Regions from separate parts of the Gossypium raimondii genome. Here region 1 is linked to region 2. A link is a contact called in public Hi-C data. All regions are on one chromosome and are shown on one strand. The core of a region is the stretch at or near the end of the contact, and the rest is flanking DNA. Distances in the headings are between cores, read along the strand shown. Region 1 holds the start of LOC105772779 (tetraspanin-2). Region 2 holds the start of LOC105774320 (probable acyl-[acyl-carrier-protein]--UDP-N-acetylglucosamine O-acyltransferase, mitochondrial).

Region 1 (3,760 bases), core at 679-3,178, 180 kb before region 2:
TCTAGGAAGCTTTCTACTGCTTAAGAAGCTATCACTATCAGTCTGAAGATTATGAGGATTTTCTTCCTATCAATGAGTTTTCTTTTTTGCACAAATCCAAGAACCTTATAGTCGTGAAGAAGTTGATAATTTGAAATTGTATTCTCGTTTTCATTAATTACAGTGTAATAAGTACCCTTCCTCACTGTCCACGCATTTTCTAGATATAAGAACCATAACATTGGAATACATACAACAGACACATTGAACCAAAGGTTATTTTATTTTATTTTTTAAGTCCAACCCTGTTTGTAGCGGTTGAAGAGGTCCTCCGTTTGGGCATTCTTGAAGGCACTGCAAGCAATGATATAGACCCATATTAGTTCCACCACTGCCACAATGAGAATTATGTTGGCTTTCCTCCATTCTCTCCTCAGGTTCCCCAGCAGACCAGCTTTGCATGAGTTGCAGTTATAGCAGAGTTGGGTCTGGTCATTGCTCCATAGGTTGCAGTCAGGGTCCCCTGCTGGGTTCACCGGGTTTGTCCACAACGTTGGGTTCACAAAAGTGTAGCCACATATTGTTGGAGGCTTACAACACCCTGACTATCAAACATAACAAAAATGAAAGATTTAAACCAAAAACAAAACAACAACAAAAAGGATAAAGGATAAAGTAACACCTCCTCTCTAAACAATGCCCACATAGTCACCATGTGTTGCCAAAGCTGGTAATTGTTTATAAACTTCATTCGGCGTTGCTTGGTTGCCCCACAGCACACGACATGTGCTTGAACTAATGATCTTGTGGATTAAACCGATCCATTCATGAGGGGGGCCGATGAACTCTGGTGTCATTGTTTTCCCTAAATTAAAGATTAAGCCCATAATAGTGGGTCCTACTTTATGGTCTTAGTGAGGTGAGTGGGCCCTGCTTTAGGACATCAAATCATGTCCTGTTCCACCAACTTGGGAGTGTGTGATCAACGTAAATTCAATCATCCAATAACCATCAACAAAAGGATCTATCTTCACTGGGAAAACCAGTTAAAAAATGCGGAAAAGTAAAACAATGTCATAGGAGGTCGTTGAAGATTAAAAAAAAAAAAAGCTTTAAAGTTACAGTGAGGAAAGTTAAGATCTAAAGACCAGTTTGGTTAGAAGTAATTCCTCTGATATTTCAGGTAAATAGCAATGAACTTAATCTGTTTGATGGCTTTACTATACAATAACAAATGGAAAATTTAAAAGGGTACTCGTATTTTCATCAAAGAATAAGAAATATGGCCATAATTGAAACGATTTACCTGAAGAGGAGAGAGATGAGTAGCAAAAAACTGATCAGCGGTGATGAACTGTTGAGTCAACTTAGGACAGACATCGGTGTCAGCCAAACTATCCCTGATCTTATTCCAGCTCTTGGAGTCAACTACATGGTTTGTAAGCCAGCTAGAGTAGCCATCAAGCCTATACTCCTGGTAACCCCTTCCAGGCACACCGTAGCTCCCATCAGGTCTGGTAACGATGAAGGCAAATACCAGCAAGATGAGGAGGAGACCAATGAGGATGGCCATGCAGCAAAGATAGAAGGCCAACGGTGTTTCCTTGTTGCGGTAGGCACCGACAAAGCCAGCAAGAGAGACAAGGAGGATGAGGAAACCAAGGAGAACGACTGGCCATCACAAAAGGTGGATGTAGCCGTTGTCAGGCTGTTGGGCGAGCCAGATGCCAGCTGCCATGATGGGGATGGAGCAGAGGAAGGCTACGAAGTTGAGAACTGCTGTTATGTTATTGGCTACTCCCATGATAGGTTCAAGGAAGAGAAGAGTTTAGGAGAGAATTTTGAGACTGTGTTTGAAGTTGGAAAGCTCTTTTAATGGCTCATATGTTAGAAACCAGTAAACATCTTAATCTTGATTACTTACATTCCCAACAAATCTGTAAGGTTACCATGTGATATTTGATTTGGTTTTAAAAAGGGAAACGTTTTAAGAAGTCAAAATGGTAAGGGAAAATTGAGGCCGAGTTACAAAAAGGTCATTCGATTTTTTTTGGTAAAGAGAAAAGGGTGATTTCCTCTTTTTTTTAAGTCGTCGATTCTCATGAATCACGATTTCATCTAATCTGGCTCCCATTGATTAAACTTTAATCATCTTACGGAAGTCTCTTCCTTGAATTCCAAATTAAGAACTGTTGAAAAATATGAAATTGACAATTTGGTGTCAGTGCCCACCAACTATGTATGGGGCCTATTCTCATATTTAAGGTGTTGGCAATTTATTGAACTGATTATTTTGACTATTGATTATATAGATGATATCTAGCTTATTATGGGAGATCATATCAATTGGAGAATCATATATTGGTGATTAGGTTGAACAAGATTTCCCTCATCTAATCTCTTAAATCGAGAAAGTTGTATTGGATTGATTCACTAAAGACATAGCTGTCTAGAATCCTTATTTATCTTTTGTATTAATATTATCTTGTATTTAGCTTATATAGTGGTTGTTTTATAGTGATTGTGATAGATCTTCTTATGTAAGCAAGTCTCGAACTCTATAGAATTGAGAGACTTATATGCATTTATGTATATAAAGAGTTGAGCATTTAATTTATTCTAAGTAAGAAACCTTATTTTATAAGGGCATATTGATAGTAAAACCTTTGTGTTGTGATTTTAATTGCTAGGTGAATTTAGTGTTGTGATTTTAATTGCTAGGTGAATTTAGTGGTGAAAGTATCGAGTCTTCAAAGTATAAGGGTGAAGAAAATTATCATGGGGTATAATTGAGTAGGTTTACTTTGTGCCATTAATAAAGAGAGTGAATATTTCTCATTGAGCTAGGCTCTACAAACGTAGGAAAACTGAACTGTGTAAACATCTTTCTTGTATTTTGTTTCTTTATTGTTTTCGTTTAGTGGTTGAAAGAGTGTTCAATACCTTAGGCACCACTTCACTTGAGCAGTTTGATTCTCAACAAAGTTTTAATTATTTAAATTGGTATCAGAGCCTCCCACTTAAAGTAGGCAGTGGAGACCCGTGGTGTTGCTAGATCCAAGCTATGGAATGTTATTCTACTTCAAAACTCCCTATGCTAGAAGTTGACAATTATGCTTACTAGAAAACACATATGAAAGCATACATTAAATCTATTGATGAGAAGGCATGGAGAGTTGCATTGACTGGATGAGGATAACCCAAAATGGATACTAAGATGGTAGAATTATCAAGCCAGAAATATAGTGGACTACTGTTGAAGAAAGGCTTGCAAACATAAACTCCAAGACCTTACATGCAATATTTTGTGAAGTGGATATGCAAGGGTTTAAGAGAATTGCTAAATGCATAGTTGCAAAGGTTGCCTGAGATATATTGGAGATTGCTCGTGAAGGTACCTTTACTATTAAAAAATAGAAAATACAATTGCTAACATCCAAATTTGAGAGCCTGAGAATTTAGCAATCAGAAACTATTGGAGAGTACTATGCAAAGTTATATAATCTTTCAAATCAGACATTTGCATTGGGAGAGGAATATTCAAATGCCAAGTTAGTTAGTAAGGTGTTGAGGTTTTTCCTTAAGAGATTTTCTATTAAGGTCACTATTATTGAGGAGGCTAAAGATATTGAAAGTTTGGAAATCGATGAACTTATTGGCTCTTTGCAAACTTTCGAGATAAACCTTAAGGATGTCAAACGCAACAAGACAAAAGGTGATAGAAACATTGCTTTCCAAGTAGGTGAGGGAGTGCCAACTTTCCAAAACACTGCAATTGAGA
Region 2 (4,019 bases), core at 1,058-3,557:
CAAGAAATGAAGGCAGGAATACAAACCGAAGTAAATGCAACTTAGAATAGTTTCAGGCTGCACAACATGCAGGTAGCTAAAAACCTCAAGCAAAATCCAGATGACAATGATATGAGATTTTAATTGGTGGAAGACTACATCAACAATTAAAGGAACCTTTTCAACTAACGTCTTATCTATCTTACACTAATATTATGATAGAACTAAACTATAAGCCATCATAATAAAAGTTGAATTTTTCCAACAACCTCTGTGACTTGGAATCCACAACGCCGAAGACCCTCAAAATTCAAACCACGAAGCTCAGCTCTATCTCCAGAAACCATCATGTACTTTGGGACATCTTGCGAAACCTTCATGCATAGAAATGAATAGCAAACATGGTTCAATTCTTTTTGTAAATGCAAAAAGAAAATGCTTAAAAGTCTTCGGCACTATGATTGAACTGTCCTACAGGTGGACTACGCTACTAGTGGGCTTAATTAGCATCTTTTTGCAGTGTAGGTCATTTATGCAATCATACCACTGATCCACCACCGATGAAAGAAAATGAGCCAATATAACAAAATTGATGAACAACAGTAGCTCCTCCAGTGTGCACATAGTCCTACATTGTAGCACTTGAATCAAGTTCTAAGCAGAGACTGTTGTCTACAAGAGAAACATGCAGAATGACTCCAACAAACATTAAGAAGACTTACCTCCACGATGACATGTCCTGCCAGGAGAGTGGTATTAGCAAATATATTATTGTTACCAATTTTGCAGTCATGTGCAATATGACAAGACCCCATGATGAGATTGTTATCACCAATAACCTGATAAGACAGCTAGTTAAGAAAGGGAAGAAAAGGACTAGAGAATATACACATGTTTCTTACTATGATATAAGTAAACAAATATGTGGTTATTTTATATTCTAATTTACCGTTCCATCACGTGACTTTGAAGATCGGTGGATTGAAGTAAATTCTCTGATCTCATTGTTGTCCCCAACATCAAGAAAACATTCATCCCCTAACTAATACCACAGAAATACAAGGACAAGATCATTTTTTTTTTGCTAAAGTTTAACATTTGAAGCATAGTGCATCAATGTTGTCGATATGTACATGCGAGATACATCTAGTCATTAGCAGCATGCAATTGATTATGCACCAAAAGCATAATAAGATAAGTTACCTTGTACTTCATGTCTTGGCATTTAATACCAACCACGGCATGATGCCCGATGATGTTATTGCATCCTATTACAGTATGCCCAGGAAGATCATCACCAACCACCGCACCACTGCCTGATAAAGTTTAGTACTTAAATAAATTACAACATAAAATATATATATTTCTAACAGAACCTCACAAAGAAGATGAAAAAGCAGCCAAATAAAACTCACGTCATCAAAACGCAGTGGCTCCCCAATTCTGTATTCCCAAAAATATGGCTGGAAGGATGCATTTGACACCCATTTCCTAGTTTTGCCGAAGGACCAATTGTACATAAAGGACCTACTGAAACACCCTGTGCCATTAATTTCGAAATTTTAGTGAATCTATAGACTATAGCTAAATGAAAAGGCAATTAGAGAAGTATATCTCTTTATTACACCAATAAATTAAGCTGCTTTGAAGTAAAAAAAAAAAAAAAGCTTTGAAAGTTTTACCCTTATTTATTCTTCTGGGTTGATTTAATCTTGGTATCAAAAGACAATTCAACAAGAACCATTGGTAAAGGAGCAAATTGATTGACAGGGAAAAGCCAACAAAGATCTTAGCTTTAACAGTCAAAACAAATCACAGATTTCTGATACATGAACACCAGTGCCTCTTAAGAGAAAAGAAAGCGGCAGCTATTAAACAAAGAAGAGAGAGTAGAAAACAAAGCACCTGGCCAATCACAGCATTGGGATGAACAATTGCAGTGGGGTGTATAAAGCTCGTCCCCTCCTTTTTCTCTTCGAAAGCATCTGTTTCACAATCACATACAGAGAAGAAGCCCACTCAGCAAGTTGTTCAATCTTCATATTATGATATATTAAAGATAGAGGAAGGGTTTACAGTGGAGAGTTGTAGAGAGGCGCTGCAAAGATAGTGAAGTGAGAGAAGAACTTAAAGGCCTTCGAAACTTGAGCAGGGAATTCATAGATTTTCGCTCTCAGTCTTTGGCAATAGCTGATATTTTTCCGACCTGTTTTATTTTTTGAACTTTTAACAGAGTTGAAAGAATGTTTTGGCTTCGGCCGCTATGTTGTTGCCTGCTTTGTGAAAGAGGTTTGACCTGTCTTGTCTTCTTCATCCCAGATTTTACTCGTTTGTAGCGTACTATTTTACTCGCATTAAATCTAGACTGTTCGTTTATCCGACTGGACGCTTGTTGTATGGAAGGAGATCCACATTTGACCTCAAAGAACTCGGTTATTGAGGCCCAGTAATTCTCGGACTACGGCCCACACGAGGCCCAGTAATTGATAAGATTCAATTCATTAAATTCTACCAAAAATATGATTTTCTTATGTTCTGTATTTATTTATTTATGATATAAAATGGTGAATTTGCATCAATGATCTTTGAAATCGGCCGAACATTAGGAATTAGTTAGGGTGTCGGTACGAAGAATGACATTGAACCGTTTGGATTTAGAATCAGTACGGATCGTTTGAACTGACAATTGAACTGAGTTTTATTATTTTTTAATATTTTTTATTGTTTTAAATTTTTTATAATTTTTTTATCGAACTAATTGGACTGATCAAGCCAACAAACCAATGGTCTGACCGATTCAACTATTGCTCTGGTTTTAGAAATATTAGTTTGCATTTGAGATTCTGTGTCAAATAATATACTTCATGAAATATTAAAGGTGTTGTAAGATGTGTTGAGTCCATATATTTTATGAAAGAAATTTATTTGTAAAATGATTTTCATAATTTTAAGGTGAATTTTCATTTGGAAAAATAAATATTAGAATTTTTAAAGTTTCATTGGAAAGAAGTATTTTTTATTATTTAAATTCTCTTTTCAAATTTTAAGGTGGAATTTGTGCTTTGTTGATAGAGAGTTTCAATAAGGGAGGAGATAAGGAGAAAGTAGTAATGACAGGATGGTCAGTTCACCTGTGACATGTCACGAACTGTGGGTCAAAGCTCGTGACCAATACGCATAAAACGCCCCATAGAGTTCAATTTATTAAACGGGGTTCATTTGACCCACATGAATTGACTTGATTCGTGGAACCCGTGGAGAAACCCATCTACTTGAAGCCTTGATAGCCTAGTGAAACACTCCAGTAAAACTAGAGTTATCAGGGTAAATAGTGTAAATCTTAAATGATAAGATTGTATAGAGTTTAAATCCCTTACGACTCTTAATTGTAGATGGGAAGTAATCTTAGCCGTTAATGTAAATCGATCTGTACTGTTAAATTTGGAGGAGTTCAACTATAAATAGAGGTCTCCCCCTTCATTTGTAATCATTTTATTCTTTCTGAGTTAAATAATATTAAGAGCGTTTACTCAACCACTTGGTGTGCATTTTTTTTTTGTAACTATTCTGCTCTTTTAAGTTTATTTTGTCTTTGAGATTGCTTCCGCTATATTTTCAGTGCCTTAGAGGAATTCTGCGAGAATCCTCACTTTGCGAGAGTTAGTTGACTTAGGTGCATTTGAAGTGAAGAAATCACTTAAGGGCGTGCGGATTGTGAAACGAAAGGTCTAGCCCTGTGACAGTTAGTATTAGAGCTAAGGTTGCGAAGGCATTGTTCAAGAAGTCAAAAGAAGTTGTTGATCAGAATGAGTCAATGGAGACCCGTGGAAGGGTTAGGAAAATAAGTCGATCGAGGGATATGTTGTCGACCTTAAATGGTAGAGTGGCCAAACTTGAAGGCTCTAACGGTGATGTGAAGGAGACCCTCGAGGAAGTTGATGAGTGTAACACAGAGCTGGAAACGAGGCATGATCAGCTCAAAGACCAAGTAGCAAAGGCCTTCAGTGACAATATGGATGCAAGGGATCCTAAATATCATT

Evidence for each region. Hi-C and Micro-C count contacts between places; a contact is called where the count stands out from the background.
Region 1: a contact with region 2 is called in a Hi-C map of leaf, with 2.7 times the contacts expected there. The contact joins the promoter of LOC105772779 here to the promoter of LOC105774320 in region 2. A contact is called at or near these places in 2 of 2 Hi-C or Micro-C datasets (both in leaf).

What each region holds. Positions count from the first base shown.
Region 1 is chr6:11,960,223-11,963,982 of ASM2569854v1, reverse strand. It overlaps LOC105772779 (tetraspanin-2), which reads right to left and starts at 1,928. Exons shown (of 2, transcript XM_052632314.1): 1 at 1,286-1,928; 2 at 98-584. The coding sequence starts at 1,783. The coding sequence ends at 273. It overlaps LOC105772776, which reads left to right. Exons shown (of 7, transcript XM_012594224.2): 7 at 1-253. The coding sequence ends at 24.
Region 2 is chr6:11,778,285-11,782,303 of ASM2569854v1, reverse strand. It overlaps LOC105774320 (probable acyl-[acyl-carrier-protein]--UDP-N-acetylglucosamine O-acyltransferase, mitochondrial), which reads right to left and starts at 2,307. Exons shown (of 10, transcript XM_012596773.2): 1 at 2,056-2,307; 2 at 1,885-1,964; 3 at 1,395-1,519; 4 at 1,183-1,291; 5 at 929-1,021; 6 at 702-818; 7 at 249-353. The coding sequence starts at 2,140.